Linked DNA regions of Mus musculus: regions 2, 3, 4, 5, 6 and 7 are each linked to region 1. The links are chromatin contacts, called in public promoter capture Hi-C maps. All regions are on one chromosome and are shown on one strand. Each heading gives the region's core, a stretch centred on a gene start, on an enhancer-like site or on the middle of the called end of the contact. The rest is flanking DNA. Distances are from core to core; before and after follow the strand shown.

What was found. Promoter capture Hi-C pulls out the DNA fragments that hold promoters and counts their contacts.
Region 2: a contact with region 1 is called in a promoter capture Hi-C map of pre-B cells. The contact joins the promoter of Mdc1 here to the promoter of Trim26 in region 1. A contact is called at or near these places in 1 of 39 promoter capture datasets (pre-B cells) and 1 of 115 datasets of contacts at active chromatin or transcription factors (pancreatic cancer cells).
Region 3: a contact with region 1 is called in a promoter capture Hi-C map of pre-B cells. The contact joins the promoter of Nrm here to the promoter of Trim26 in region 1. A contact is called at or near these places in 2 of 39 promoter capture datasets (hippocampal neurons and pre-B cells).
Region 4: a contact with region 1 is called in a promoter capture Hi-C map of pre-B cells, with 4 times the contacts expected there. The contact joins the promoter of Dhx16 here to the promoter of Trim26 in region 1.
Region 5: a contact with region 1 is called in a promoter capture Hi-C map of pre-B cells, with 5 times the contacts expected there. The contact joins the promoter of Ppp1r10 here to the promoter of Trim26 in region 1. A contact is called at or near these places in 4 of 39 promoter capture datasets (cranial neural crest, erythroid cells, hippocampal neurons and 1 more) and 3 of 115 datasets of contacts at active chromatin or transcription factors (astrocytes, embryonic stem cells and pancreatic cancer cells).
Region 6: a promoter capture Hi-C map of hippocampal neurons shows a contact between it and region 1, with 9 times the contacts expected there. The contact joins the promoter of Abcf1 here to the promoter of Trim26 in region 1. A contact is called at or near these places in 12 of 39 promoter capture datasets (the 3T3-L1 cell line, 3T3-L1-derived adipocytes, the C10 cell line and 8 more) and 2 of 115 datasets of contacts at active chromatin or transcription factors (astrocytes and pancreatic cancer cells).
Region 7: a promoter capture Hi-C map of pre-B cells shows a contact between it and region 1, with 7 times the contacts expected there. The contact joins the promoter of A930015D03Rik here to the promoter of Trim26 in region 1. A contact is called at or near these places in 9 of 39 promoter capture datasets (the 3T3-L1 cell line, 3T3-L1-derived adipocytes, cranial neural crest and 5 more), 3 of 484 Hi-C or Micro-C datasets (the N1E-115 cell line, cortical neurons and reprogramming fibroblasts), 3 of 115 datasets of contacts at active chromatin or transcription factors (astrocytes, embryonic stem cells and pancreatic cancer cells) and 1 of 9 other capture datasets (embryonic stem cells).

What each region holds. Positions count from the first base shown.
Region 1 is chr17:36,834,721-36,839,091 of GRCm38.p6, forward strand. Trim26 (tripartite motif-containing 26) reads left to right here and starts at 2,426. Exons shown (of 10, transcript NM_001025599.3): 1 at 2,426-2,544; 2 at 2,745-2,852.
Region 2 is chr17:35,839,527-35,843,897 of GRCm38.p6, forward strand. Mdc1 (mediator of DNA damage checkpoint 1) reads left to right here and starts at 1,972. Exons shown (of 16, transcript NM_001010833.2): 1 at 1,972-2,153.
Region 3 is chr17:35,858,940-35,863,310 of GRCm38.p6, forward strand. It overlaps Nrm (nurim (nuclear envelope membrane protein)), which reads left to right and starts at 2,379. Exons shown (of 4, transcript NM_134122.2): 1 at 2,379-2,578. The coding sequence starts at 2,446. Mdc1 (mediator of DNA damage checkpoint 1) reads left to right here. Exons shown (of 16, transcript NM_001010833.2): 16 at 1-731.
Region 4 is chr17:35,877,916-35,882,286 of GRCm38.p6, forward strand. Dhx16 (DEAH (Asp-Glu-Ala-His) box polypeptide 16) reads left to right here and starts at 1,863. Exons shown (of 20, transcript NM_026987.2): 1 at 1,863-2,203; 2 at 3,363-3,607; 3 at 3,715-3,880; 4 at 4,107-4,163. The coding sequence starts at 1,997.
Region 5 is chr17:35,915,360-35,919,730 of GRCm38.p6, forward strand. It overlaps Ppp1r10 (protein phosphatase 1, regulatory subunit 10), which reads left to right and starts at 1,837. Exons shown (of 19, transcript NM_001163818.1): 1 at 1,837-2,357. Mrps18b (mitochondrial ribosomal protein S18B) reads right to left here and starts at 1,081. Exons shown (of 7, transcript NM_025878.2): 1 at 933-1,081. The coding sequence starts at 1,004. Mir1894 (microRNA 1894) reads left to right here and starts at 2,530; the gene lies at 2,530-2,610.
Region 6 is chr17:35,967,661-35,972,031 of GRCm38.p6, forward strand. It overlaps Abcf1 (ATP-binding cassette, sub-family F (GCN20), member 1), which reads right to left and starts at 2,090. Exons shown (of 23, transcript NM_013854.1): 1 at 1,986-2,090. The coding sequence starts at 2,058. Gm32655 (a long non-coding RNA gene) reads left to right here and starts at 2,125. Exons shown (of 2, transcript XR_385568.4): 1 at 2,125-2,345.
Region 7 is chr17:35,992,723-35,997,093 of GRCm38.p6, forward strand. A930015D03Rik (RIKEN cDNA A930015D03 gene) reads left to right here and starts at 1,782. Exons shown (of 2, transcript NR_015618.2): 1 at 1,782-1,838.

The DNA of each region.
Region 1 (4,371 bases), core at 1,176-3,675:
ACTAACTCAGGTAATCTGTTCTGATCTTCTGGTTTCTTCTCATTCTCTGAATCGTTCTGTCTTCACCTGTGTCTAGCTTATCTCTCTTCAACCTGTCTCTGTAAAACTCTCCTGGTAAAACTACCTTCTCTCTTTCTGCACTCTCTTATGCGGTCTCACTTTCCTTTCTGTTCTCATGAGAGATGGGCATATCCTACTCTGTCAAATCTTTCTTTGATTCGTCACTTTGTCTGTCACTCAACTAGACATCACTTTCAAACATAGGTGCTTCCTTCGACTAACTTGACCTTCATTGTTTGAGAAAAAAGGTGTGTGCCAAGGCTGAGCCACACCACAACCAGAAACAGGTTTTTCCAGTGAACAACGCAGTCTCACAGGGTTAACGGTGTGATCAAACATCCTGCAACAGTGTGCCACCATGGCTGGCTTATTTGTTTATTTTATATGTGAGTAGTTCACCCGCATGCGTGTATGGGCCTGACCTGTCTGTATGCCTGGTGCCCAAAGAGATCAGAGTCTAGAATCCCCTGGATCTGAAATTAAAGGCAGTTGTGAATTGTCTTATGGTTGCTGGGCGTGGAATCCAGGTTTTCTACGAGAATAATTGCCCTTAACTTCTGAGCCATCTCTCCACACCCACATCTAAAAAAAAAAACCAAAAAAACAAAAAAACAAAAAACAACAACAAAAAACCCAAAAACAAAAAACAACAACAAAAAAAAAACCCACTATCAGTGTATGAGACATGCATAAATAAATCAAAATAGATTAATGTATGGTGGGTTACCCATTTAGACAGTGAATGAAAAAACAAGTGTTAGTCAACCGAGAGTCACCCACATTTCCAAAACCAAGCTCCCCTATCCCCTGCCCTTCAATCCTCATCATTACTAAAGACCAATGGGACCTGGCTTTTTTTTCACTTTCGCCACTGTCCTGCATTTTCACTATATGCATGTTCCATACCCCATATTATAAAGCCTGCACCATCACAGCCTGCCCTGCTTCTCACTCCACTTCCAATAAATCTTTTTCATGAGCTCTGTTGTGTAATATGATTTTTTTTTTTTTTGGCAGCATTCCTTGGCTCTGACCATCGTTGAGGTACTCCCTGTGACTATTCCTTAAGTATGGAGAAGATTTTTATTGTAGATATAAGGGAAACGCAGGCAGAGTGGGAAGAACCGGTACTGAATATGGGCAGCCTGGTCTACAGAGCGAGTTCCAGGACAGCCAGAGCTACATAGTGAGACTCTGTCTCTAAACAAAACAAAACAAAGCTCCCACCCCCAATATCAACTGAAAGAGCAGGTATCTAGTGATTTTAGGGTGTGCTGAGATCAAAGTCCAGAGCACAGGCATCCAGAACTCCGCTCCACCCCCTACAACAGCTCACAGGAAACTCAAAAGCACTCCCCATATGTTGGTGAAATGTTAGGACTTAGGACTCGGAGCCCTCCTGCAGCTCGGACTACTTCTTTGGAAGTAGCAGGAACTGTGGATTTCCTGCAGAGCAGAAAGCTGTGTGCAAAAAGGGCTTTCAGGCTAGTGGGCGTGGTCGAGTCCTTGGCTGTGGAGCTGCAGGAGGCTCTCAAAGCTCCTGTAGAGGGCCTCAGTACCAGATATTGCAGGTTCTGTAGTTTTTCTCAGTTTTCAACAAATTCCCCCTTCGTAGCCCAGGCTGGTATTGAACTCTAATGCCTCGGTTTCCCTAGCGCCAGGATCTTTAAATGTTTTGCATTTATTTATTTAGCGTAGGTGGAGAGTGCATGTGCTTGTGGAGCTTAGAGGACAACCAGAATAGATGTTCTCATGTCCCATCATGTGGGGGATATGGGATTTGAAAGCCAGTCATCTGATTTGGTGGCAAGCATCTTTACCCACTGAACTATCACTGTGGTGTGGGGTGGAGTGTGGAATGTGTATGTGTGTTTACTTTGTTCTGTACAGCAGGAACAGCACCTGCCTTGTGTAAGGAAGGCTAGTTGTCAAAAATGGTTCATCCTAGCCAGGAGCTTCGAAAATGATATTTGTGATGGATCTTGGAAAAACTTGATAGACTGGTCTGATCTTAGTTAGAGGCAGGCCCTGAGGAGGAAACCCCATCTAAAACCCAGCCCTTGCAGACACCCCAGCCCACCCCTAACCGCAGGGAATCAGAAATGGGGTCTCGAAAGCTATGGGGGCTTCAGCACCCTAACCTACACGAGGCCTCGCGCGACCTCAGCAGCTGGAAGACAACCGTGACGCACTGGCCGCTTCCGATTTCACTTTCCTTTTCTCGGGCCCGGCCGCTTCACCTCTTTGGCCGCTGCCTGGGGATTTGCCCAGTGATCAGTGACGTCAAGAATCCTGAAGTTCCCATTGGAGGATGGAGTTTGGCAAGAGCCAATCCCAGGGCTGGTCCCAGAGAAATCTCGGCGGAGGGCCCGGAGCTCCCGGAGACTGCTGGGCGGGGAGACTGTGGTGCCGGCTGCTTGCTCAGGACCTACCCCGCGGAGCAGCTCCAGGGAGAGGAGTGACCCGGCCCGGAGAGCGGCGCGGGTGAGTGCGGTTTGCACTGGTGAGGAGACGCGGAGGAGCGGCCGCCGTGCGACCCGGGTGGGGACAGCGAAGGCGGCCGCGGGCCCTGGGCAGGGCTAACCAGGCCCGGGCGCGCGGGACGGCGAGCTCGCGTGAGCGCCGCGTCCCCGGCTCGCCTTTGGGCCTTTCGCCCTGAGCTCGCCGTGTTCCTTCCTCCTCAGGTCCAACCCAGACTTACTTCAGTCTCTTCCAGTCCCCAGAGCCAGAAGTGAGCGGGACCCGGATGACGTTCCACCTGGTGGCTTGGAGCCCTGCATGACCAGAAGCAGGTCTTATATTTATGTATCTGTTTATTTTTTTTTTATTTATTTATCCTCAGAGTAAACTGGTTTAGCTAGTTGTACCAAGAGCTGTGCGTTCGTTATCACTGATGATTTTACTACCTAATTAGCTTAGGAAAAGAAAGTATAAACCTGGCTGTGGACTGGTGCACGCCTTTACACCCAGTGCTTGGGAGTTAGAGGCCAGTCTGGTTTACAGACTAAATGAATTCTAGGATAACCAGGGCTACAAAGAGAGCCCCTGTCTTGACCCCCACCCCCACCCCCACCCAAAAAAAAAAAAAAGAAAAGAAAAGAAATGTATGAATTTAACTTTGGGAAGTGAATAGGAGGAGACACTTAACAATTCCCCGTACATTCCAGATTTTGACAACACAACCATTTGTGTGTGTTTCAAAGAAGGGAAGAATGACATGCGCTCGTTCATGCATGCCTGAACCCCTTGTTAGTGAGATGGATTCATGATGCCTAGAGTATTCCTCCCAAGTTAAAACAAACAAACAAACAAACCCATATTTTTCTAAAAGAAAGCTTTCATTAATGCCTTTAAAACTGCAACTTTTAAATTTGATAATGATGACGATGGTGATGACAACGACAGGGTGTCTCCATGTATCCAAAATGGTCTGAAACTGACCATGGCAGCCCAGGTTAGCCTCCTGCCTCGAGTGCTTCGATTACAGAGATTACAGGCATCTGCCCACACTTTTGAATACACTTAATTTTTTTTAGAACAGTTGTACATTTACAGAAAAAATTGAGAAAACAGTGTGTGAAGTGTCTATAACTCCCAACTGATTTCCTTTCATTGACAAATAACACATTATTATTGGCCAAAGTCCACACACTATATTTATTCACCTTTTCCTTTTCACCTTATCCCTCCATATTCTCACCCAGGTTGCTGCACTGCATTGGTTTTTAGATTTGGTTTCAGAGTTTTCAGAGACACTTATGTAATGGATACCTCAGATAATGAACACACGAGGAGAAAGGTTGATTTTGGTTCACAGGCTTAGAAGTTGCAGCATATGACCCATTGGTACCTGTTGATCTGGGCCTACCATGAGGCAGCAGGCACAGAGAGAGCAGTGCGCAGAAGAACAAAACCACTCATGTAATAGGCAGGAAGAGAGGAGAAAGAGATACATCAGCATGCCACAGCCCCCTTCTATGATGCTATCTCAGTGTCCTAAAGTGGTACACCTCGTAAGGTCTGAATTGGTTTTCAGTAGTGCTGATGCAAGGAACAAGCCTCTGTAGACCAGGCTGGCCTCGAACTCAGAAATCCGCCTGCCTCTGCCTCCTGAGTGCTGGGATTAAAGGCGTGCGCCACCACGCCCAGCAGAACAAGCCTTTTTCACGTGGACTTTTGAAGCATATTCTGATATAAACACTTGGATGTGTGTTTGTATGGTATATCTTACTATTTTTTTTTATTTATTTTTCTTATTCACTTTACATCCTGTTCACTGCCCCCTTCCAGGTCACCCCCTCCCACAGTCCT
Region 2 (4,371 bases), core at 722-3,221, 1.0 Mb before region 1:
AATGTGCTGGAACTGAGCAGGAAGAAGGGAGTTGATTGAATGGGCTCAAGTTAGAGGCCTTAATGTTCTCTTTCCAGGGTTTCGAAAATTACTAAGTATCCTCAAAGCTTTAAAGGGATACAAAATGATTAATTAGAGCAAGAGTGGTTCACATGATTAGTCCCCGAATTCTGACTAGAAGGCAAGGGAAGTTCAAGGTCAACACCGGCTACCTAGAGGCTACCTAGACAGCTTGAGGTACAAGCTTTAGCTTCAGTCTCTAAATGAACAAATAGAAAGGAAAAATTAGATTGTGCCTGCCCAAACTCCCAAGAAATACGGATATTGAGACAGAAGGATCATTGCACTTTGGAGGCTAACCTAGTCTACAAAATGAGAGCCTGTCTTGGAAACACAACATACGTGGGGCTAGAGAGATGGCTCAGCAATTAAGAGAATTTGCCCTTCTCAGAACAGGTTCAATTTCTGTCACCCATAGTAGTAGTACACAGACATACATGCAAGCAAACTACCAATACACATAAAAACCTCTTTTAAAAAGAGAAACAACAACAACAAAGGGAAGGGTCTAGTAAGCAGTATCTAGAATGTAAGCAGTATCTAGAATGTAGTAAGCAGTATCTAGAATATAATCGTGTTGTACCAGTGAAAGGAAGGAGGATCCCTGTGAGTTCAAGGCTGACCTGCTAAGTTAGTTAGTTCGAGGTTAGCGGAGGCACATAGTGAGACCCTTCTTTGGCTTAAAGAAAATGAATCAAAGACATGCAATCAACATACAGCTCAAGTCATCTTTTAAATAAAAGAACATTTAACCGGGTAGTGGTGGTGTACACCTTTAATCCCAGCACTTGGGAGGCAGAGGCAGGCAGATTTCTGAGTTCGAGGCCAGCCTGGTCTACATAGTGAGTTCCAGGACAGCCAGGGCTACACAGAGAAACCCTGTCTCGAAAAACAAAAAACCAAAACAACAACAACAACAACAAAGAACATTTAAGTTACATCAATACTCCTTTATTCATTAAAAATATTTCAATTTTGGTTATGCCAACAATGAAAGCGATTATTGATTATTTCGTGCTACTTGAATTTGTCTCATTTACTTTAGGAACACGGATAAGTCATCCAACTTAAAGCTTCAAACGTCTGGCGATTTATTATGGACATATTGAAAAAACCAACGGGAAAGAACTATACAAGCCACTTTCCTGGAATACCTTCATGTTTTATTATAATGAAATAAATTATTTTATTATACTTTTCTCCTCTTTTGAAAGACGACGACAGACTTTGAGGTTTTAGCAAAACAGCTTGCTGTATTTAGGATCTTCCATTTAGGAAGATGACCTCAAAATGTCCGTCATTGGCCAGGCGTGGTGGCACACGCCTTTAATTCCAGCACTCGGGAGGCAGTGGCAGGCGGATTTCTGAGTTCGAGGCCAGCCTGGTCTACAAAGTGAGTTCCAGGACAGCCAGGGCTATACAGAGAAACCCTGTCTCGAAAAACCAAAAAAAAAAAAAAAAAAAAAAAGTCCGTCATTTTATACATTAATACGTACATACATAGATGTGGAAGAAAAGCAAGTAAACAGTCCAAATCAAACGGAAATAAAATCCCTCTGCAATAGGGAGTTCTAAAGTGCCACGCCTACAGGGTGTTTTCCAATCTGCAGCCTCCAGCCACGACTGCTGCCTGCAACCCCCCATTTCTCGTGAGTCAGCTGGCGCCATTTCTGGGATGACCGAGAAGGGCGCTCTGGCCTTGGAATGACTTCTATGATAGAGCCCTTCTAGCCGCCGCCGGTAACTGGCGCCAGACTCTCTGGTAGGCGTTTGGAAATCTGCGCGGGAAGTAGTCCGTGGATGACGTAGCGACGGAGGGTTGGCCTAGGGCACTACCCAATCACGGTGCGGGATTCTCAGGCCACACCCTCCTGATTAGCGTTTTCTTCAGCCTGTTTCCCGCCGGTAGCCGCACATTTGAGCTGTGAGGAGGTGAGGCAGGGGCGGGGCTTCCGACTTGAATCAATCGGCGCGCTTCCAGCAGTAAAAGACAGTTCCAGGAGCCAATCAGCCCACCGACTCTCTTCCGGGATTCGCACTCCCGCCACCTGGTAGCGGCCGTTACTGGTGGCGCGCGCGCGCGGATTCAGTCGGTGAGTTCGGCAGCCCGCGCCCGGGTTACCATCTTTGATTCCTCCTGAGGGCGGGAGGGGCGTGCCCTAGGTGTCACTGGGCTGAGGTAATTTGGGTTGCGGTTTTAGGTTTTTTTATGCTAATCCTTGCTTGGCGCCCTGGCCCGGGTGTAGGTTTGGTGACACGGAAACCTTAGGCCACGAGGGAACGAACTCCAGCGTAGGTACCAAAGATGGTTGCCCTTCACTTGGAGCAAAGGGTCGTAGGCGTCTGCTGGGTTGGCAGGACGGAGTTTACTTCTTGGGGTACACTACTTTTCCTTTCAGCGTTTTCCCCGTGTGTGACATCTTTATAGGTAAAATCCACCCATGCAGTTTTGAATTTCTGTCTCTAGTTTGTCTGTTAGTAACGCCGGCTATGTAGTTACCATGAGAGCAGGATTCATTTTGAGGATGCATGCCCAAATACTGACCGGTACCAGGTGTGCATAATTCCTGCAGAGTAAATAGGACGGACCCGAGTAGGGGAGGTGGGGATGTAGATACAGTTCCACCCGTACTGATCTGGAAAGAGATGTCAAAGACAGAAAGGGGGCCGGGCGGGCGTGGTGGGGCACGCCTTTAATCCCAGCTCTGGGGATGCAGAGGCAGGCAGATTTCTGAGTTGGAGGCCAGCCTGGTGGTCTACAGAGTGAGTTCCAGGACAACCAGGGCTACACAGAGAAACCCTGTCTCGAAAACAAGCAAACAAAGACAGAAAGGGTCTTGCCAAGGAGCTACTTTAATTCTGTGAACTTAGCAGCCACGAGAAAACGCTAGGAGTGATTTAGAGACGGTCCTTAACCCATCTATGTTGACGTTTCTCATCTGGGAAAAAAAAAAAAAAAAGAACAACCATACTTTTACAGGGTTCTTCTCAAGAACAAATGAATCAGTCAACCTAATGTGTTAAAACTGTTTAACATATAAACCCCTCTTTATATGTTAGCTTCTCTGGTTCTTTGCACTTCAAGCTGAAGTATGCTGATGAGAGTGTATAAACTGGGGGCTTTGTGACTCATTTCTATTTACATGCTGTGTTATTCTGAGCAAATCAATTTTTGGAGTTATTACTTCCCTGTCTCGTTTGGCTATTATGCCTGATACAACACAATACTCAATAGAGGATTATGAAATCAATTAGGGAGTGGTAGATGGGCTTTTAAAAACTAGAACATGTACAAGACCCTAAGTTTGATCATCACTAGTTTTCCTGTGTGTGTGTAATATCTGACCCATCAGATCCCATTACGCATGTCTGTGAACCGTGTAGTTGCTAGGAATTGAACTCAAAACCTCTGGAAGAGTAATCAGTGCTCTTAACAGATGAGCCATCTTTCCAGGCCCAGAAACAGTATATTTCACATACCATTGTTTCTCAAAGCCCATACCCTCACACAGGTGAGTGCGTGGCTCCAAGGAGGGTGTCAGATACCCTGGAATTTGAATTACAAACTGTTGTGAACCAGTGTGGGTTCTGAGAACTGAACCTAGGTATTCTAGAAGAGCATGCAGTGCTTTTAACCACTGAGCCACCTTGCTGGTTTTTGTTGTTGTTGTTTTTTAAAGGGGTCTTACTGTGTTGTCCATGCTAACTTGGAAGTCTTGGACTCAAGCAATTACATTGTTTCAGCTGCCCTCAGCTGGAACTGTGGGTATACACCACCTCAGTCCAGCTTACCATGTTTTTTTATGCTTTAAACGAAGTACCCATCTGTGGGCTGAGGCTATAGTTTGGTGGTAGAGCATTTGTTTTGGTGTGGGAGGCTCTAGATTCAGTCTGTAGTATCTAAAAACAAACAAATCCCATAAAGTATCCCTTTCTATATAATGGTATACTTTGTGTCATGGCCAGAAGTATAAATATGTACGTGTTCCGTTTTGGATGGCAAGGTCTCACTGTAGCCAAGGCTGGTTTCTACATTTTTTAAAAAAGATTTATTTTATGTATATGTGTACACCACTGCTCTTTTCAGACACACCAGAAGAGGGCACCAGATCCCATTGCAGATGGTTGCGAGCCACCATGTAGTTGTTGGGAATTGAACTCATGACCTCTGGAAGAGCAGTCAGTGCTCTTAACCACTAAGCCATCTTTCCAGCCTCCCCCCCACCCCACCCCCTTTTGAATCCATGATCTAGCTACTTCTGGCTAGCCTGGAACTTGCTATATAGACCAAGTAGACATCTGCCTACCTCT
Region 3 (4,371 bases), core at 1,129-3,628, 980 kb before region 1:
TCCCGAGTGCTGGGATTAAAGGCGTGTGCCACCACGCCCGGCTGCAAAGAAAACTTTTAAACATGCATTTGGTATGTAATCCCAGCAGTCCCTGTAAAGGCTAGTAGGATCAGAAGTTCAAGCTCATCGTGGATTTTTGGGTTTTTGTTTTGTTTTTCCGCCCCCAAGGTCAGCTCAGTCTAAACTGCAAAAGATTCAAAAATGAAAAGCACTTGATGTTTTATCTTTTTGGTTGGGCTGGGGCTTGAACCTGGAGCTTCCTTCCTTTATGCATGCTAGGCAAAGCCTCTACCACTAAACCTTATTCCCAGCCCCTCACCTCTTTCCAAATATAGAAAAGCTGAAGATTTTTGTTCAGCAAGGATGAGCATATATACTGTCTGCACAGAAAGCAATGTTCAGACATGAAGTGAAAACACAGTATTTGAAGGTGGTCAAAGACACCCTAACACAAGGGCGAGACAAAAGGGACAGGTTTGATTCCACCTGCATAATAATATATAAAGTGTGGTGTGAATTCACAAAGGTAAGAGCAAATTGATGCTTGCCAGACCATGAGTACACAGAAGCTGTTCAAGGGGTCTAGTGTTCCCCTGTGGGGAGTTGAAAGACTTGGAATCAGAAAGAGGAAGTGATTGTACATAATGCAGAATATTAAGTACTAATGTATAAAAGGGTTGGGTTTTTTTTGCTTTATGAATTTCACTTCAATAAAAAAGTTGCTTACTTTATATTTTCCTGCAGTGAATTATGTATAAGCTTAGAGAACTATTGGTGGTTGGCACAAATGAGGCCCAACTCATGACAGGCAATTGCTTTACAACTCATTCACACCCCAGTTATATGCTTGATCTTTAAGGTTTTTCTTTTTTGGTGGTGCCGGGGGTTGAATCTAAGGCTTCCTGAAATGCTGCTCAAAAGCTTCACCGCTAAGCAGTAGTCCTAGACCATTGTTCATTTGATGCCTGTGGAGGCCAGAAGTCAGCCTTGGATGTCTTTCCTCGGGCCACTTTGTTTTTCTTTGAGATAGGGAATCTCACTGGGACATGGGGCACCCTTAGGCTGGGCTGGATGGACAGTGAGCCTTAGGCATTTGCCTCCCTAGAGCTTGCATTATGATTTAAGGAGGAAACAGGTTAAAGAGAAACCACACATAGTCAACTGCTTGTTTCCCACCTATAAGCTCTTCTGGGACCACTTCACAGTGTCTAGAAGATCAGTGGAGCCAGGATGTGATGCTAGGCCATAATCCCAGCACTTGGAGGCAGAGGCAAGAGGATCTGCTCAAGATGATTCTCAGCTACATAACAGCAAGTTCGAAGCCATCTTGCGCTACATGAAGATTCTGCCATTAAGGCGTGTACCACCACCTGGCTAGATTCTGCCATTAAAAATATATATACATTTTTTTTTTTTTGAGCAGTCCAAGTGGGGGCTGGAGAGAGCTCAGTGGTTGAGGGTACTGGGCTCTTCCAGAGGACCTGGGTTCAAATACCAGCACCCACATGGCAGCTCACCACTGTTACTCCAAGATCTGACACTCACATAGTTGCAAGCAAAACATCAATACACATAAAGGCAAAATAAATGTAAGTACAGAACTTCTTCAAAAACATTCACAGATGGAGCCCACTCAATACATTTCCCAAGCAGAGATCAGGGTGGGGAGGAAAAGTGCTATACAATGCATTAGAACTTGGTCCAGACGTCTTGGGAGCAACCAGCCTCCCTGCCCTTGCTCTATCTGTAATCTGAGAGAATCAGCTCTTGTCTTCTGAGGACCCTGTACTTGGATAGCTATGGTGATTGAGCCTTTCATTACTCGGTCTTTGGTTTTAGAGACAGGGTTTCTCTGTGTAGCCTTTGGCTATCCTAGAACTGACTATATAGGCCAGGCTGGCCTGGAACTTGGAGATCCATATGCCACCATCTCCCGACCTTGTCTCTCTCTCTCTCTTTTTTTTTTTAATGGCTTTTTCGGAACCGGTCTCCATATGCAGTCCAAGCTAACTTCAAATTCTCCTGCCTCACCCTTCCGAGTACTGGAATTACAGGCACGAGCCACCACACCCAGCTCTAAAACGGTCACTATACAAAAATCTATGTTGGGCGGGGTGGCGCCGTTTGTAACCCCAGCACATCAGGGATTGAGGCTGGAGAATAAGGAGTGATTATCTTTAAAAACAAGATGTTCTTTATGTTTCCACGCAAGGGAGGCTCTGTCTTCACTTTCCTCGAGAACACTGACAGCGCTGAGATTCGACCCACAAGGGTAGCCGCAGACCAGCTGCCCTGACGACGCCTGGGATTCCAACTCCGCGCTGTGACGCGCCGCTCGCGGTCCCCGCCTTGCCGCCAGCACCCCCAAGGAGGCGGGACCTGGGCAGGGCCAGCAGTCGCGGGAACCCTGAGCCCGCCTTCTCCTCAGGCTCCGCGCTGCTCGCCATGGCACCGGCGCTGCTGCTGGTTCCTGCGGCCCTCGCCTCCTTCATCCTGGCCTTTGGCACCGGAGTGGAATTCGTGCGTTTCACCTCCCTGAGGCCGCTGCTTGGAGGGATCCCGGAGTCTGGCGGTCCCGGTGAGCCGCAGGGATCCAGGGCGAGCTGAAGCGGAGAGGAGGAGCCGAAGCAGCGTGGCGAGGGCGGGGCATGGAAACAAATGACAGGGAAACCGCCAAAGCTGGGAGGCGCTGCTGGGAAGGGAGCGGAGGCTAAATCAGAAACTCCAAGATTAGTCTTGTGCAGAAAGCTGCGAGTGAAGACTGACAGAGTACGGCCCGGGGTGGGGGTGGGGTTTTGTGAGGAGAGCCAGGGGAAGGAGAAAGATAAAAAAGGGGAAACGCTGCTAGAAAACCCCAGACAGCGAGATGTGGTAGCTCACACCTTTAACCCTATTATTGGAGGGGGCAGAGGCAAACGGATCTCTTGATTGAAGGTCTATCATTACTGATTTCAAGGCCTGATCTATTGAGTGAGGACTATGTATGTAGAGATACCCTGTCTTGGAAAAGCAAACAAGAAAACCACACCAAAGACCACTTCCCTAGTCTCCTTGCTTGCTTGTGTGTGTGTGTGTGTGTGTGTGAATGAATATAATTGTGGAATGTGTGCTTGTGCTCCTGTGTGTGCAGTGCAAACGGCTGCTGAAGGACAACCTTGAGTTGTTTGTTTGTTTGTTTTTGGGTTTTTTTTTTCAGGGTATTTCTATGTATCCCCAGCTGGCTTGGAATTCAGAGGCCTATGTATTCTTTTTTTTTTTTTTTTTTTAAGATTTATTTATTTATTTTGGTGTTTTGAGACAGGGTTTCTCTGTATAGCTCTGGCTGTCCTGGAACTCACTCTGTAGACCAGGCTGGCCTCAAACTCAGAAATCCGCCTGCCTCTGCCTCCCGAGTACTGGGATTAAAGGTGTGGGCCACCATGCCTTTCTTTCTTTCTTTCTTTCTTTCTTTCTTTCTTTCTTTCTTTCTTAAGATTTATTTATTTTATGTATATGAGTAAACCTTAGCTGTCTTCAGACACACCAGAAGAGGGCATAAGATCCTATTACAGATGGTTGTAAGCCACCATGTGGTAGCTAGGAATTGAACTCAGGACCTCTGGAAGAGCAGCCAGAGCAGCCAGTGCTTATTGAGGGGGGAGGGGGGAGACAGGGTTTCTCTGCATAGCCCTGGCTGTCCTGGAACTCACTGTAGACCAGGCTGGCCTCGAATTTAAAAATCCACCTGCCTCTGCCTCCTAGCCAATGCACTCTCTCTCTTTCTCTCTCTCTCTCTCTCTCTCTTTTTTTTTTTTTTTGGTTTTCCAAGACATGGTTTCTCTGTGTAGCCCTGGCTGTCCTGGAACTCACTCTGTAGACCAGGCTGGCCTCCAACTCAGAAATCCACCTGCCTCTGCCTCCCAAGTCCTGGGATTAAAGATATGCACCACCACTTCCCTGCTCTAGCCAGTGCTCTTAACCGATGAGCCATCTCTCCAGCCCTATCTCCCACATATTCTTGGGACATAGTTGTTTTTTTTTTACAGAGACCTGAGGCAAACCAAGAGGTTCGATGGCTCACCTGGAACTGGGGTTATAGATAGCTGTGAGCTGCCATGTAGATGCTGAGAACCAAGCTGGGTCCTCACAGCAAGTGTTGTTAACCACTAAGACTCTCTGGGGATTCTTCTGTCCCTGCCTTCCCAGCACTAAAATTACTGGCACACACCACCATGCTGGGCTTGAATTCAGGTCCTCGGGCTTATACAACACTACATAGACTGAGCCATCTCCCCAGCCCTCCCACCTTGTTTTTAAAGGTGACCCTACCTAAAAACCTTCCCCAGGAGGAGGCCTAGAGAAGATGGAAGATTGAAGGAACAGCAGAGTGAA
Region 4 (4,371 bases), core at 613-3,112, 960 kb before region 1:
TTGGTTAAAGGCATGTGCCACCACTGCCCGGCTTTTTTTTTTTAAGATTTATTTATTTTATGTAAGCACACTGTAGCTCTCTTCAGACACTCCAAAAGAGGGCATCAGATCTCCTTACTGATGGCTGTGAGTCACCATGTGATTGCTGGGATTTGAACTCAGGACCTTCGGAAGAATAGTTGGTTGAGCCATCTCTCCAGTTTGCCTCTCATTATTTTTGATTGTACATAAATTACACATTTCAGTCAAGTGTGATAGTACATGTCTATAATCCCCACACTTGGGAAGTAGGAACAACAGGATCAAGAGTCTAAGGTTGCTGGGCGGTGGTGTCGCTCACCTTTAATCCCAGCGCTTGGGAGGCAGAGGCAGAAGGATTTCTGAATTCGAGGCCAGCCTGGTCTACAGAGTGAGTTCCAGGACAGCCAGGGCTATACAGAGAGACCCTGTCTCAAAAAAACAAAACAAAAAACAAACAAACAAAAAGAGTTCAAGGTTGCGGGGGTGGGGGGTGGGGGGTAGGGAGGATACTGGGGTGGGGAGGTGCCCTCTCAGAGGAGAAGGGGAATAGGGGGAGAAACTCTTTCAGGGGGGACCAGGAGGGGGCAGCTTTGAGGATGTAAGTAATTAAGTGCGTAAGTAAATAAATAAATAAATAAGAGTTCAAAGTTATCTTTAGCTATGTAGTACATACAAGGCCAGCTAATTGTACATGAGTCCCGTGTTTTTTTGTTTTTTGTTTTTGTTTTTTAAATGGTGAACTGGAGAGCTGGCTTCTCAATTAAGAACACTTAGGTTTAACTCCCAGCACTCACGTGATGTCTCAAAAACACCCCTAACTACATTTTCAGGAGATCCAATGCCCTCCTCCAGATTCTGAGTGGTATACATACTTGCAAGTAAAATGCCTACACACACACACACACACACACACACACACACACACACACACCCAATAGAGGGGCTGGAGAGATGATTCAGTGGTTAAGAGCACTTGCTGCTCTCAGAAGACTGGTGTTTGGTTCCCAGCACCTATATCAGGCAGGTCCCAACCACCAGTAACTCCAAGTTCAGAGAGACACAATATCTCTGACCTAAAAGGGCACACACACACACACACACACACACACCACACACACACACACACATACTGTGCAGATAAATTCATGCAGGCAAACCCACATGCACATTAAATAAATAAATATTAAAATCTTATGATACCCAAACTCCCACCTAAATGTATTTATTATGTACCTTTAGTTTTTGTTGTTTTAATTTTTAATATTTTAAGTTAGGCCGGGCGTGGTGGTGCACGCCTTTAATCCCAGCACTCGGGAGGCAGAGGCAGGCAGATTTCCGAGTTCGAGGCCAGCCTGGTCTACAAAGTGAGTTCCAAGACAGAGAAACCCTGTCTCGAAAAACCAAAAAAAAAAAATTTATTTTTAAAAAAATTAGGTGTATGTGTGTTTGTGTATGAGCACGTGCACACAAGTGCAGGTGTCAGAAGAGACCAGAGGTGGTAGATCCTCCTGGATCTGGAGATATACGTGGTTGTTGGTGAGGGATGTGGGTGCACCGAATCGAACTCGACTTCGCTGAGCCGTCTCTCCAGCCCTTTGTTATATATCTTGTTTTCCTAACCCTGATTTGTACGTCTTTTATTTATCCCAGCTGTGGGAACTAGTTAGTCATCACTGACAGCTTGTATTGATAGAGAACTGCACCCGCGCACAGATCATTAGGGGGCGACGGAGAGCTTGGACGAGGCTGTGCATGAAAGCCTCTTGCACTTAGCGTCGGGAAAGAGGCTGCGCGATTTGAACCCGCCCAGCCACCGTCGATCCCTGGCCGGAAGAGCGCGACTCTTTCCGGGTTTCGCGGTCTGTGGAATTGGAGTCTCTACGGCAGCCGGAGCGAGGCGGTAGTACCGCAGGCTCTGTCCCCGCCGCAGTCCTGGCCGTTCCGCGGTTGCGCGCCCGGAGCAGGACGCGTCGCCATGGCGACGCCGGCGGGGCTGGAGCGGTGGGTGCAGGAGGAGCTGCACTCGGTGCTGGGGCTGAGCGAGCGGCACGTCGCGCAGTTCCTGATCGGCACCGCACAGCGCTGCGCCTCCGCCGAGGAGTTCGTGCAGCGCCTGCGGGACACCGACACCCTGGACCTCGGGGGGCCGGCGCGGGACTTCGCCCTGAAGCTCTGGAGCAAGGTGTGTGCCGCCGGGGCAGGCCACTCACAGCCGAATTGGCTCGTACGCAGTGTGGCTGTCTATTCTGTGATAGCCTGCAACTTTCAATATAGTACACAGGCTGGCTTAGAACTTGCAGCGAGCCTCCCTGGTAGTGGGGTGACAGAGAGACCTTTCATTCTTGGTTCCGCCCACCATTTAATTTTTTTCCTCTGTTATCTAGATATCATGCTAGGTGTTGGGTGTATACAGGTCTGTGGAGAAGACTCGAGATGGGGCTCTACATACATGTTTAAGCTAGAGCCATTGTTAGTTACAGCACATACCCCAGGCCTAAGGATGTAGCTCAGTTGGTAGAATGTTTGTCTAGCATACAGTAAGCCTTGGATTCAATCCCCAGCCCTGGGAAAGAGTCACTGAGAACAGAGCTAGGAGAATTAGCATTTAGGAAATAGGATCGAGGCTGGGGAGGGATGGCTTAGCAGTTAAGACCCCTTGTGCATCTGGAAGACTTGAGTTCAGTTCTCAGCAACCAGGCCTAGTGGCACACAACCATCTGTAATTCCAGCTCCAAGGAGATCGGAGGGCTTCTGGCCTTTGCCAGGTACCCCATACACATAAATAAATGAAAAATAAATCATGAAAAGAAAATGGGTTTTAGAACATAAACTACTTAAGCTCAGAACCAATACTTTAAAAAAAAAATTCTATCGTGGGGCAAGAAGAGATGGCTCAGGGATTAAGACCACTTGCTGTTCCTCTAGAGGAACCAGGTTCAATTTCTAGAACCCACGTGGCAACTCACAACTGTAACTCCAGTTCTATGAGATTCAGCACCCTCACACACAGCTCACGTTGCAGGCAGAACACCAGTGCACATAAAAATAAAAGTAAGTCATTAAAGTTAGGAAGAAGTTTTAGTTCGTGCATATGCCCGTGTGAGGCTGTGAGCGTACAACCTGTGAGAGCTGGTTCTTTGCCTCCACCACGGGATGGCTTTCAGTAATCATTTGCTCAGTGGATTCCTAGAAGGACGTTCAGAAGCTGCGGAGCCCTGTTGAGCTATGACCGTAGAACAAGACCACGAAGAAGAGAAAGATGGAGACAGGCTTTAGATATAGTAACCGGTTCGTAGGCAAATGAGGGTACTGAGGTCAGGAGCTGTCATATCTACCGGCAGGTGCCACGGAAGGCTGTGGTGGAAAAGCCAGCTCGGGCAGCTGAGCGAGAGGCCCGAGCCCTGCTAGAGAAAAACCGTTCTTATAAGTTGTTGGAAGACAGCGAGAGCGGCGAGGAGGCAGTGGGTAGTAACGGGAGCAGCCTCCAGAAGAAGCGGAAGAGACGGAAACACCTCAGGAAGAAACACCAGGAGGACGAGGAGGACGAGGAGGAAGAGGTTTCCGAGTCAGGGAAGAGGAAGGCAGGGTAAGTCAGAAGGAAGGAGAGGGATTGGAGCAGGCTGTCGGCTGTGGGGATGCTAAGCTTTCTCAGTACCCCCGTTTGATACACTGGGCTGGGTTTGCTGGGTTCAGGGGGAGTAAATCACCCACGGAGGAGAAGCCAGCCTCAGAGGATGAATGGGAAAGGACGGAGCGTGAGCGTCTCCAGGACTTGGAAGAACGGGATGCCTTTGCAGAGCGGGTTCGGCAACGGGACAAGGACCGGACCCGGAATGTCCTGGAACGGTCAGATAAGAAGGTGAGCTGAAGAGAGTCAGTCAGGCAAGTCTGGATTTGGCTGCAGAGTTGTCTCTGGGAAGACAAGAGTTGTCACTAGGGTTCCCCGTGGGCTCACTGGCTATGGTTCTCCCTGTCTGGTTGAGATCGACAGAGGTTCTCCACCGAGGAGGGGCAGCGAAGGACATTAGTCATCCTGACAGCAATGGTACCTTTGGCCTCACATCCCTTTACATGATTTCTTCTAGGCCTATGAAGAGGCTCAGAAGCGCCTCAAGATGGCTGAGGAAGATCGGAAAGCCATGGTGAGACCCTGGGTTCAAAAAGCAGTGTCTGAAGACAAAGATGGCTGGAGTGGTCGGCCGTAGCAGGAAGGGTCACAGAGGGAGTGTGCAGAGATGTGTCTGGGTGGTCAGGCTCTAGAGGAGAGGGGCCTGCCTGACAGGAACCGGAAAAGAGTGGACTTGGGTTGTAGAAGGAGAAAGTTACAAATCCTCTCGCCTTGGTAAGATC
Region 5 (4,371 bases), core at 587-3,086, 920 kb before region 1:
TGAATTCAAGGCCAGCCTGGTCTACAAAGTGAGTTCCAGGACAGTCAGGGCTATACAGAGAAACCCCGTCTCAAAATACCAAAAATAAATAAATAAAAAGAAAACACAAAGATTAATAATGGAGAGCTGGGCATGATTCATACAGATGAGAAAACCCCAAAGTCGCTGCGCTGATCAGTTTCTTAAAATGCTGCAGGTCAACATTCCACAGAGCAAAACAAATTTGCGTCCTAACGCTAGCTTTAAAGCCACCAAGCCTGTTATTACTTCGGTGGTAACCTCTGTCACTACTCTGTAGTCCCATTTTAGGGAGTGGCGTCGAGACAAGCCTTCCTATTCCTCCCTGCCCTGCGGAGAACCTCCAGGGTGGTGAGTACCTGAGGCTAAAGGGCAATCTCAATCCAGAGAGCAGAATGATCTCAAGCATGCTCTGATGGGGAAATGACGTGTGACGAGGTGGAGTAGGACTAGTGTACTTGCTTTTAATTCCATAATCTGGGAGGGAGAGGTAGAAAGCTCAGAAAGTACCTATGAGACCAACCTGGGCTGTCTCCCGAACACCGGGGAAAATCCTTAAAATAGGGTCCTTTGCTAAAAAAAAAACAACAACAACAAAAAAAAACCAAACACGTCCTGGGTGCCACTTCAGGCACCAACGACCTGGTTACAAACTGCCCATTTCCACAGGGGCAACCCCACCATTTAGTTCTTTTGCCTAATGGTAGTCGGGAGACGACGATGATAACCCGTAACCCTGGCTCTGACCCGAACGCTCGGTAGTTAGAAATCGCGCGCCGTAGGGGACGGAGGCTGGTGCAGGGCTGACACGTAGACATGTGGGAAAACCCATGCCCCTTGACTCCTCCTAATGGAAGGAAGATCGAAAGTATAGACACCACGGGGAGGTAGAGAAAACCCCTCCAACGTTTTACCTGAGCTACATAGGAACTTCGTAAGAGTGTAGGAACCAGCTTTAGAAGCGTGTGCCGCAAGGGGGCAGCCATCTTGACGCACACCGGACGTACGGCCTGCCGGAAGAGCGACTGCGCATGCTCGGGACACGCACTAGGGTGGGCCAAGGACACGCCCCGCAATGCGGAAGGCGGCTGCTCACATGTCTAAGGGCGGAAGCGTCAAGGGGCGGGGTCCACAGACGCGAATTTAAACTGCGTCACAATCGAACCAGCCTTCAAAATTGCATTTCTCCCGGACCAGTCACGATGAATCCTAGATTCCATGGTTAGTGTCTAACATGAAAGCAGATTTGATTGCGATTTTAACCAGGGTGCTCCCAGTGCGCATGCGTCGGGCCGTTTCGGCCAACCGAGGGCGACCCCGGGTCGCCGGAGCGGAAGTGGTGGAGGCAGAGGAAAGGGAGGTGCCGGACGCGGCGATCACGCGCTGGCGTAGAGGTGATAGCAAGGAGACGGAAGAGGGGAACCGAGGGAAGGGGGCTTCGGGAAGGTGGAGGAGGGACGTCCAATCCGCGGGCGACCCGGCTCGCACGCTGGCCAATCAGAGTTCGCCTCGCGCACAATGTGTCCCGGCGAGGGCGGTTCTCCATCACGTTAGGGTGCGTTGGGCGGTGGCCGGGTATAAAAGACTCCGCCCGAGCGGGCGGCCGCCATTCTGGGGTTCGTTTAGAGGTAAGTTTGGGTGCTCCGTCGCTTTGGAGGGTAACGTTTTGCCGAGAGCGGGCCGGGGGAACGGGGTGGTTTCGGATTTAATGGGCAGCCACGTTTTTCCCTAATGCGGCTGCGTCCTGCGACAACTTTGAAACGTTTAAAGGCGACCCGTACTGATTACACCTTCCTCCTTTTGTGTTCCTTTTACCCCAGGTTGAATTTTCTCGGAGAAAGACAGGCCGGCCATCAGGAAAACAAACAAGCCTCAGCAACATCTAAACCCTTGAAAGGATCCTGAGAGGGGGGAAAGGGAAATCAGCCACCAGCCCAACCACTCGTGTCTTCTGCCCCTCCCCACCTATCTTGCCCACCCCACCAGCCCACGCTGCTTGGGACTTGAGATCTGTGGCCGAAGGACCGTCACCACATAACTTCAAAAATAATCAACCACCTTCCCTGCCCAAACCTACCCAATCTCACTCATCCAGCATTTCCGTTTTGGAATCCACTCAGACTTTTTTTTTCAACGACCCCCTCTCCCTAAATGGAGTTGGGCGGGGGGGAAATGAAAACTGAGTTGGTCTTTACTTTTTTTAAAAGAGACTTTTTGATCCAATGAGGCCCCACAAGTAACTGAGTTTGGGTCCTGGTTGGTTGCTTTATTTTTTTTCCTCCAAAATTTTACCCCTCCCCCCTGAGCCCGAGGTGCTGACGTCGCAAAAAAATTGGATAGTAAGTGTCGAATTTTCAAAAACCAGCCTTGAACAAGAAATCAACGTTTCCCGTTGTGAAACCAAAAATAATGAGAGGAAGAAATGAGACCATAGAACAAATGTAGAGTACTGGAGAGAAGGACCAATCGGGTCTCTTAAATCTCCATTAAAGGTCCTGTGGGTCTAAACAGTCTTTGTTCTCTCTCCCCTACCACCTGCCTCTTCCCTGCTGTGGAGCAGGCAAGGGAGAGGGTGAAGGGAGGGCCAGCCAGTGAGGATTTTGACGGTTAACCCTTGATAATCCAGCAGATTTCCAGACTGCCAGAGCATAAGCCTTTGCGATAATAAGGAGGAATGGTTACCTTCCTCTGGTTAGCAGTCTTCAAAAGGGTTAATGAGCTCACATACAAAAGATGGTGGATCTTGTGGCCCAGAAGTCCCACTTCTTTGTGTGTGAGACAAGCAGAACGCCTTTCAATTTGCCAGATTAATAAGCAATCTGTACATAAAGATTGCAGGGTAAGGAGATGGGCAGAGAAATATTAGCTGGCTATGTCTTTAAAGTGACTGTTAAATCCTCTCTATTTTAATGTAATTTGCTTGGGATATATTGTGTGGTTAAAATAGGTGGCAATCTAGGAATAAAGATTGCAAGACACTTAAATTTAGGGCAAAAATCATAGTAACAAGTACATACAATAACATTTGGGGAGGTAAAGAATGTCTTGTGATTGTTTCAGCTTGCATAGGTTATTTAAAGGCAAAAGTGATTAACATTTTAACTTGATACTTTTTTAGTGGGTGGTGGATACAGCTAAGAGGGTGGAAAGGTTGGGAAATGTGGAACTCAGGAGTATAATTTTAAAAGCCATTAGTGCATTTGAATGCTATCTTTCTAGAAGATTGTGTCGTTAAAAGATTTTTTTTTTCCTCCCTGCTTCAAATATGGCGACTTTTCCTTGCTTGTCCTTTTGTCTTGCAAGCGGCGTTGCAGGTTGTGTCTTGACCCATTTTTCTCCTGTCCTCCCCCCTCGGTCCTATTTGTTGAGGGGTCCAAGTCCTACCACTTGGCTTTTGTAGGGAGGATTGGGATGGTCGGCGGTAGTAAGTTGAATTTTAGTTGCAAATTCAGATTCTTATCCCGCAGAAAATTGTATATTAATTGATTTTATTTTCAGTAATAGGCTCTTAAACTGATTTAAGATAGGTCAAGTTGAGGGTGGTGGTCAGAGGGATGGCTTCTGTTTGTTTTTTGTTTTTGTTTTTTTAACTTAGTGCCTTACAGTGTTAAGTAAAGCTACCGGCAGATCTGCCCGGCCTTTTAAATTTTGAATCTTCTCCATAACAAAATGGCGTCCCTCTCCTTTGTTTTTCTCCTTTGCCAGTCAGCTTAGGGCTTCCCTAGACGCTTGGTCAAGGGGGTGGAGCCACCGTGAAAGGTGATGTAATCAGCTTGCTTCCTCTGAAGACTCCGCCCCCAAGCAGCTGTCTTCTCTCCCTTTGCAGATTGCTGTTGGGGAGAATACGTTTTGGGTTTTTTTTTTTTTTTTTTTTTTTCTTGTTTCTTTTATCTTATATGATAAATCTTCCAGGGATAAAAGCTTAATGAGCACTAGGGATGGAGGCTGTCCAGGTCCTTGTGTATGTAGCTCTAGGTTTTGTGTTAAAAGTCAGCCCATTGCCTTGGTTTCACCTTCCACTCATCACAACTGCTTGGACCTATTCCGTGCTTCAGTGGACAGGGGTGGAAAAAAGCTCAACCCCGACTGCTTTAGAGAGACTTGGGCAAGACGCAGGGCCTGAGGGAACTGCAGTGTGCCATGCTGTTCAGGAAGGGTCCTTACACTACCTGGGTATTGGTTGCTTTGTAACAGTCTGGGGAAAGGGTGGGTACTGGTAGGACTTTCTTGTAAACCATCCTTATTCTCACCTCTCAGTTTGGGGATAAACTCTTTGTGCTCAGTGCCATCACCTGCAGTTGCTTAGTTCCTGTATGTTGGCACTAGGATGAGAAGTGAATCTTTAGGAAAGGA
Region 6 (4,371 bases), core at 840-3,339, 870 kb before region 1:
CAAAGTTGTCTACTGACTTCCCATCCACACCTGCTCCAAGGCATGCTCCTCCCTCAAGAAAGCACAGGGGCTGGAGAGATGGCTCATCACTTTAGAGCATCACTTGCTGCTCTCTCAAAGGGCCCGGGCTTGATTCCAAGCACTCACATGACAGCTTACAACCACTTGTGACTCCATTGTCAGGGGGTCAGATGCCCTCTACCGACAAGGCACACACATGGTACAGTTATATACATGCAGGCAATACATTCATACACATAAAAAAAATAATTTTTGCATGTTTTCCACCTTACAGTCCAACACTACTCTCTCTCTCTCTCTCTTTTTTTTTTTATTTTCAGGGTTGGAGAGATGGCTCAGTAGTTAAGAGCACTGGCTGGGGGCTGGTGAGATGGCTCAGTGGGTAAGAGCACCCGACTGCTCTTCTGAAGGTCAAGTTCAAATCCCAGCAACCACATGGTGGCTCACAACCATCCCTAACAAGATCTGACTCCCTCTTCTGGTGTGTCTGAAGACAACTACAGTGTACTTACATATAATAATAAATAAATCTTTAAAAAAGAAGAAGAAAAAAAAAAAAGAGCACTGGCTGCTCTTCCAGAGGACCTGGGTTCTAAGCCTAGCTAACAAGCCTCCCTGAAACTCCAGGTCCAGGATACCCAACGCCCTCTTCTGACTTTCAAAGGCACTGAATGTGTGCAGTACAAAGGCAAAGCACCCATACACATAAAATACTAATTTTTTGTTTGTTTGTTTTCTTTCCAGCTAGGAATGTTGGTGCACATCTGTAACACCAACATTCAATTGGCAGACTCACATGGATCTTTATGAGTTCCAGGCCAGCCTGATCTACATAGTGAGTCCCAGACTAGTCAGGCTGCATAGTGAAATCCCACCTCAAAGAACAAAACACCTTTTAATTAAAGGTATTTCTCAAGCACTACTACCTACTAATGGTCCACTACCCACTCTCTTATTTTGTTTTGTTTTCTTTTTCGAGATAGGGTGTCTCTGTGTAGCCCTGGCTGTCCTGGAACTCAGAAATCTGCCTGCCTCTGCCTTCCAAGTGCTTGGATTAAAGGCGTGCGTGCACCACCACTGCCCAGCTCACTACCCACTCCTTAAACTGCACTTTGATTAATAGAGTGACATCCTTCTGTACCCTTTTATCTGCCCAGTCTTTAGTTCTGCACCAGGCACTTGATTGACAGCAACTCTTCAGTCTTCACTTCCTTACTATTTCTTTGACACTTCTTACAAAAGTCACTGCCAGAGCCTAGTGTTCCTAAATCTATCCTGGCACACACCTTTAATCCCAGCACCTGGGAAGCAGAAGCAAGCAGATTTCTGTGCCTTGGAGGGTAGCATGGTCTACTGAGTGAGTTCTGGGACAGCTAGGGCTATGTAGAGTGATCTTGTTTTCTTCGAGGCAGGGCTTCTCTGTGTAGGCCTCGCTGTCAGGGAACTCGCCTTGTAGACCAGGCTGGCCTCGAACTCACTTAGATCCGCCTTCCTCGGCTTCCTGATGCTGGGATCAAAGGCGTGTTCCCCCAAGGCTTGGCTGAGAGAACGTCTTAAAAAAAAGAGACCTTTATACCACGCACAAAGCACATCGCATGAGTATTAAAGTAAACCTTGATCCTAGCCCTTGACATAAAGACAGCACCTAGTGCAGTCCAGCGGGACCGAGCCTTTGGAGTCCACGAAGGAGCTGTTGTTCTCTGGGAGGGAGGCAAGTGCAGTTGGGAGCGCACCACACGATTCAAGGCACGCTCCCTCACCGCGGTAGGAAAGAAGTCAACAATTCTAGTTCCTGTCCTGCCGTCCCTCCCTCGGTGACATATGGTCTTCCCGTCTCCCGTCCGCCTCTCTGGGCTCTAGGACGGCCCGGGGCACGCGGCCTCTGCCCCGGCGCACATGCGCAGGACCCACGCTCCATGGAGGCCGCCGCCGTCCCCGCCACTCCTGCCTCCTTCCCCACTCACCCGCGGGGCTCGTGCCCTCGCCGTCCCCGATCCACTCGGGCTCGGGCGGCTGTTGCTTGGGACCCTTCGGCATCGCGGCGGCAGTTAAGAGTCCTCCAGCGGCGCCCGGCGCCGTTTCCGCTTCCGGCGATGTGGGCCGGCCAGTGGGCGGGCTCTCCATGTAGGCTCCGCCCCGACCCGCGGAGGGTCTGCTGCGCAGACACGTGGGGCAAAGGGGCGTGGCGGCATTGCGGCTTTGGGGGTGTGGCCAGAGACGTCACCTACTTGACTGGAGTGGGCAGCGCGTCATGACCGTCCCAACGCCTAAGCAGCTGATGCTGCGACGCGGTGACACTCAAAGAAGGACATGGTAATTTCCAGGTAGGCAGAAGTAGACATCTGATTGTGTCATCCTAGCTGGTGTCTGGAACTCGCTGTGTAGCTGAGGTTGACCTCCAACCCAGAGAGGCGTTTGCCTTTGGCTCCGGAGTGCTGAGTTTTGTTTTGTTTTGCAGACAAGGTTCTCTGTGTAACACTGGCTGGCCTCTAACTCAGAAATCCGCCTGCCCCTGCCTCCTAAGTGCTGGGATTAATAAGGTGTGCGCCACCACTGCCTGGTAGGAGTGCTGAGGTTTGTCGACACACCCTGTTCTGAATCCTTTTTGTTGTTTAACCAGGGACTCACTGTGTAGTCTTAGGCTGCTCTGAAACTCACAATGTAGTCTTGGTTGGCCTGGAACTCCTAGAATTCCGCCTGCTTTTCTGCCTCTGGGAGAGCCAGGATTACAAGTCTGTACTATTATGCCTGACTGGCCACTTTATTTAAAACAGTACACCTCTTCAGTCATTCTTCACTACTTCTAATCCTATTTTTTTCTAATCCTACGTACTGTAAACTGTATTTAAAGACACCACAGCCAGTCGGCTTAGGAAAGTGTAACCTTACTCGCCCTTGGTTGACATGTCAATAAATATCCAGGTGTACAGATATAACCAAGGAACTCCACCCCAATAACTATTATGCAATGGAACCTGGAGTTTTGTGTGTGTGTGATAATTTTGTCCTAATTGACCTACTGTAATTGCACATAAAATGGCAAGCAATGAGCAGTTGTAAGTTTTGACAAACAAGCCCCCCCCCCCTTTTTTTTGAGACAGGGTTTCTCTGGGTAGCCCTGGCTGTCTTGGAAATCATTGTGTAGACCAGGCTGGCCATGAATTCAGAGATCTACCTGCCTCTGCCTCCCAGGAAGCATATACCTTTCAAACCACAATCAAGAGATGGCTGGCTTTAACGCTAATGACTGACAGGCATGGGGGTTTGGATGAGGGTTTCCACACCTGGGGCAGCTCCTGTCTTCAGTCATGCTCTTCTTTTCCTTATGTAGTCCAGTCTTGCCTCAAGTCCTCTAAGTAGCCAATGATACTCAATTTCCCATTTTCTTGTCTCCCTCCTGAGCTCTGAGATTACACACCTGTGTTAATGTGCCTGGTTTATTTATATGGTCCAAGAATGGAACCTAAGGCAGTGTCACACATACTAGGCAAATGTCCTACCCACTGAACTACATTCCCAGCTCTCATGATGCTTCTGTCCCAATTCATTTTCCAGGATAACCAGATCAGAAGCCATGTCCTAACACATCTGACATAGGTGGTCACTTTCCCTCCATTTCTCCACAGACTTTTTCTCCAGTGGACTGCTCTTCCTCCATCTTATGCTGGTGCCTCTGCCCCTGGGGTTCTAACTTCGATATACATGGGAGCTTAATCTTTGAAAGTCTTTTTTAAAAAAATTACTTCTAAAGGTTTGCTGGCTTATGTGCACTGGGTAAGTGCCTGGTGCCCCAGGAGGGCAAAAGAGGTCCCCAAAAACCCAAGCACTGGAGTCACAAGCAGCTGTAAGCTGCCCTGTGTCCTGGATAGCAAACTCAGGCTCTTCAAGAGCAAATGCTTTTAAAACAGAGCTCTCTCTGACCCAAATGCTTTCATTTTGACTGTTTCTAAACATTTGCTTTTCTTCAACTTCACTATGAGAGCCTATGCTACTGTCGAAGCATAGAAAGTCTCCATTTCTGGAGACATGGCTCAGTGTGTAAGAGCACATGTTGCTGCTATACATAACCCACATGGTGGCTCACAACAACCCAGTGACTCTGATGCATTCTTCTGACCTCCAGAGGTAGCAGGCACACACAGTACGCATATATACAGGGAGGCAAAATATTCATGTAGTAAATAAATCTGAAAACTTTTTTTTTTTTTTCCCCCCGAGACAGGGTTTCTCTGTGTAGCCCTGGCTGTCCTGGGACTCAGAAATCTACCTGCCTCTGCCTCCCAAGTGCTTGGATTAAAGACTTGCGCCACCATGGCCCGGCCAAAAACTTTTTTTTTTTAAAAGATTTAT
Region 7 (4,371 bases), core at 532-3,031, 840 kb before region 1:
ACAGGCAGATCTCTGAGTTTCAGTCCAGCCAGAGCTCCACCATGAGACCCTGTTGGAAAAAAAAAATAATAAAAATTTAACCCTAGGACTAAAAGGCAGGGAAATAATTGGCTGTAGACCACTGTGTTTGCAACTTGGACATTTATTTGGAAGGGGAAAGTGACCAGAGGGTTTTATAGCCATCCTAGAAGGAAAATGAACCAGAAACAGTGGGGGAAAGACTGTTTGACTGTTTGATAGATGGACAGGCTGTTGGATTGCTTCTCTCTCTCTCTCTCTCTCTCTCTCTCTCTCGTGTGTGTGTGTGTGTGTGTGTGTGTGTGTGTGTGTGTGTGTGTTGGTGATGGAGTTGTAGAGTAAGGGAACAGAGTGTAGCATGGCTCTAGTTTGGCATGTTTGTTATGGGCGATCTCCAGAGACAATATATGCAGACAGTATATGCAAGCACAGCTTGGGGAAGAGATGCTGGCTGGAGACATTGGGCACCATCAGCATAGAGGTGGGAGGAGAGGAATAGGTCATCTTCAGAGTGTAGTGTAAGCTGAGAACCTGTGTAGGAAGAGAGGAGAATTTGCAGGCGTCTTACTTCTTGTCTGGGAAGAGGAGTAAGCCAGTTAGAGAAAACCAGGAATGTAAAGGGGAGGGAGGAGAGAAGGCCCAGAGGAAGACGATGGAGGTTGAAGGTAATTGGGTTGGGGGTGGGGGGTGGGCAGGGTCAGGGTGGCATTGAACATTGTGGTGCAGTGGACCCATTGAAGAGATGAGCTTGAAGGCCCCATATAGCGGATAGAGGTGCAGGCATTGGAATAAGGATGTAATTGTCAAGTAATTTGGCTATGGGGTGGAGAGAAGGCTCAGCAATTTAGGAGCACTTGATTCTCTTCCAGGGTTTCTAGCATTCACACCCAGCAGCTCACAACAGCCTATAACTGGTGGTGACGTTCAGATAGCTGTGCGGCTACAGCTCATCTTTATGTTGAAATATTATGTATCAGTAGGTAGTAAGTAATGAGTAGCTGCAACAGCAGGAAAAACACTTGGAACTCAAGATCCCCACAGCCTTGGGTAAAGGGTCGGTCCACCGCACCTGCGACTCCGCAGTGCCACCTGCTGGTCAAGATGCGTCATGGCTGCGCAGAGGAAACCCTGACGTCGCGCGACGTTCGATGGAGCTGGGCTGTGGTGCACCCCTTTAACCCCAGCTTTTCAGGCTGAGACAAGAGGATTGCTGTGAACAGATAGGCTATCCTGGGCTAAATAACAAGACCTTATCTCATACCACAAATAAAAATTATCTTAGAGCTATTGCGTTGCTGCTGTTTTGAAACCGTTTAGCTTCGTTCTTCTACTCGTAGCAGATTTCAATGGTTGGAAAAAGTCATTTATTTATTTATTTATTTATTTATTTATTTATTTATTTATTTATTTATTTATTTATTTATTTGGTTTTATTTTTTGAGACAGGGTTTCTCTGTGTAGCCCTGGCTGTCTTGGAATTCACTCTGTAGACCAGGCTGGCCTCGAACTCAGACACCAACCTGCCTGCCTAGTGCCGAGTGTTAGGATTAAAGGTGTGTGCCACCACGGCCAGCTCGAGATAATTTCTAATACCATCTGACAGTCCATTCTTTGGGTGAAATGGTCCCCCATAGGTTCAAGTGTTTGAACGGTCGGTCCCCAGCTGCTAGCGGTTTTTGGGGAACCTTTAAGAAGGTGGAGCCTTGATAGCGGAAGTCCCACCCAACGGGTGAAGAAGACGGATGTGTTTCGCCCGTGGGCTTGGCTTTGCGTCTAGTCCGGCGTCGCAGACCGGTTTCGCCATGTCTCTTCCTCAAACGGTAAGCCCACGAAAACCTTTTAAAGTCGCTGTTTGTTTGTTTTGGTCAGAAATGTCGGTTATCAAATCTAGAAAAGCGTACAATCGTCAAGCCTTCGCAACTTGAAGCGCCTACTATAGTATTTTTCATTTTAATTTTCTCGGCTCAACTAAGCTTACTTAGTAGATTTATTCATTCATTTCAGGACAGGTTTTCTCTGTGTAGCCCTGACTTTCCTGGAGCTCGATCTGTTGACTAGGCTGGCCTCGAACCCAGATCTATCTGCCTAGGCCTACGGAGTGCTGGAAATAAAGACCTGCACCACCATGCCCGGCCCTCATTAGATTTTAATTTCCCCAGCTTTATTTATTTAGGTGTAAGTGACAAAAATTGCACACGTTTGAAATATATAACGTGGTGTGTTAAAACACATTGTTTAGGGCCGCGGAGGTTGCTTAATCGGTAAAGAGCTTGCTTTGTAGCACAGGACCTCCGAGGTTGATCATCGGAAATCGCTTTAAAAATGTGAGCGTGGTGGCTTGTTATGAAAACCCAGCTGGGAGGAAGACAGGCCGATCCCCGGGACTACTCGGGACTACTCGGTGAACCGCAGTAGCCTAAGTAGTGAGTCTTAGAGGAAAAAAAAATGGAGGCTGTGTTAGGAAAGATACAGTTGTCCTCTGGTCTCCACTCTTCACACCTTATAAAGGGAATGGTGGTAGGCACGGTGTCTCACTCCTTTAATGCCAGCATTCAGGAGGTGGATTTCTGTGAGGTCAGGATGAATGAGCCATGGAAGAGATTAAGCCAGTTACTCAGAGAACTCGATATTGGTTTTTTTTTTTTTTGGAGGGGGGGGGACTGGGGGGGGGGCGGTCTTGCTATGTAGTAGGGTCTGGCCTGGACTCTGTCTGCCTTTGCCTATTGAACGCTAGGATTAAAGGCATTCGCCACCATGTCTGGTTGAAATGAAGTTCTTGATGTGTTAGAAGTCTAATAAGCAGGGCTGGAGAGAGGGCTCAGCAGGTAAGAGCACCGGCTGCTCTTCCAGAGGACCCAGGTTCAGTGTCCAGCACTGGTGGCTGCATGCAGGCAAAAATATTCATACATTGGATCCTGGGTGGTCACAGGAAACATTGTTTAATGAAAGTTGCTAGCCCAGATCACATTCTTGCTGAGTTGAAATTTGGTGCTGGTAGTTCATAGCATGTCCGTACACAGCAGGGAAAATACAGATGGTATTATCCGCCCGAGAAGATTGCTCAGACATGGGTTTAAGCCACTAGAAAGTCTTTAGTAGCTGGCTGGGGGTGACACTGAGTGTCCAGGCTCCCAGTGTCCCCGAGTCTTTCTCTGAGTGAACTTTTTTTTTATTGTTTTTTTTTTATTAGGTATTTTCCTCGTTTACATTTTCAATGCTATCCCAAAGGTCCCCCATACCCCCCCCCCCCGAGTGAACTTTTAAACACCAAAAACCATGTTCTGGGTTGACATACTTGAGTTAACAAGAACAGTTATCCAGAAGCAGACAGCAATGTTAGTACATTTAGACATTTCCCCAGAACTACAGACTTTGATGGATTAAGTCTTTGTTTTCATTTTGTCCGGGGGATACTGTCTTGGTGCTGAGTTTTACATCCTGAATGGCACTTCCATCATGGAGTCACTTGTGCTAAGGTCTCAGAGGCCTACTGAGTGGTTGTTATTGACTATCTTGTTAATAACAAGACTATTAACAGAGGTGGCTAAGAATTGACGGAGAAGTGTAAGGCCTTGAGAGACAAATCACGTGCTGGGGTCCTTGGTTAGTGTGATTACAGAGAGTTTGGTATGTCCTAACTAACTGCTTCTGACAGGTACCCAATGCAAAGGGCAGACAGAAAGCCTCTTATACCTTTTATGGCTTCTGAGCTGAGAGCTAGCTAGCCCTGGCTTCTCAGTATAGTAGTGGTGGTCTGGCAGTGCCCATTAAATATGCTAAGGATACTAGTGGAGATCCTGAGTCTGCTACTGCCCCCGGCCCCCTTCCCCTCCCCCCTCCTTTCTCAGGAAACACCTTCCTAGACACATCAACTGTTTAATAGCATCTTGCTTCATAACGAGTGGCTGTCTTCTTCTGGACCTACCTCCATCAGCTCTCATTGCTTCTAGGCCAATAATGAATGTAGATGAAAGGATTTTTCAGAGTAGAACGGGGCGTTTTGGAAGGAGATTGCTACACTAAAGAGTAGCAGGGCCGGGCGTGGTGGCGCACGCCTTTAATCCCAGCACTCGGGAGGCAGAGGCAGGTGGATCTCTGAGTTCGAGGCCAGCCTGGTCTACAAAGTGAGTTCCAGGACAGCCAGGGCTATACAGAGAAACCCTGTCTCGAAAAACCAAAAAAAAAAAAAAAAAAAAAGAGTAGCAGGGTTCTGCTCTCATTCTCCTCTCCTCCCCTCCCCATCACCTCTTCCCAGTACCCTTATGTGTTCTGTGGCTGGAGAGCGACCAAGCTGCTGCTGGATCGAGTGATGGGATCCCCGATACGTGTTGCACCGTTTTGCACCACTAGGGG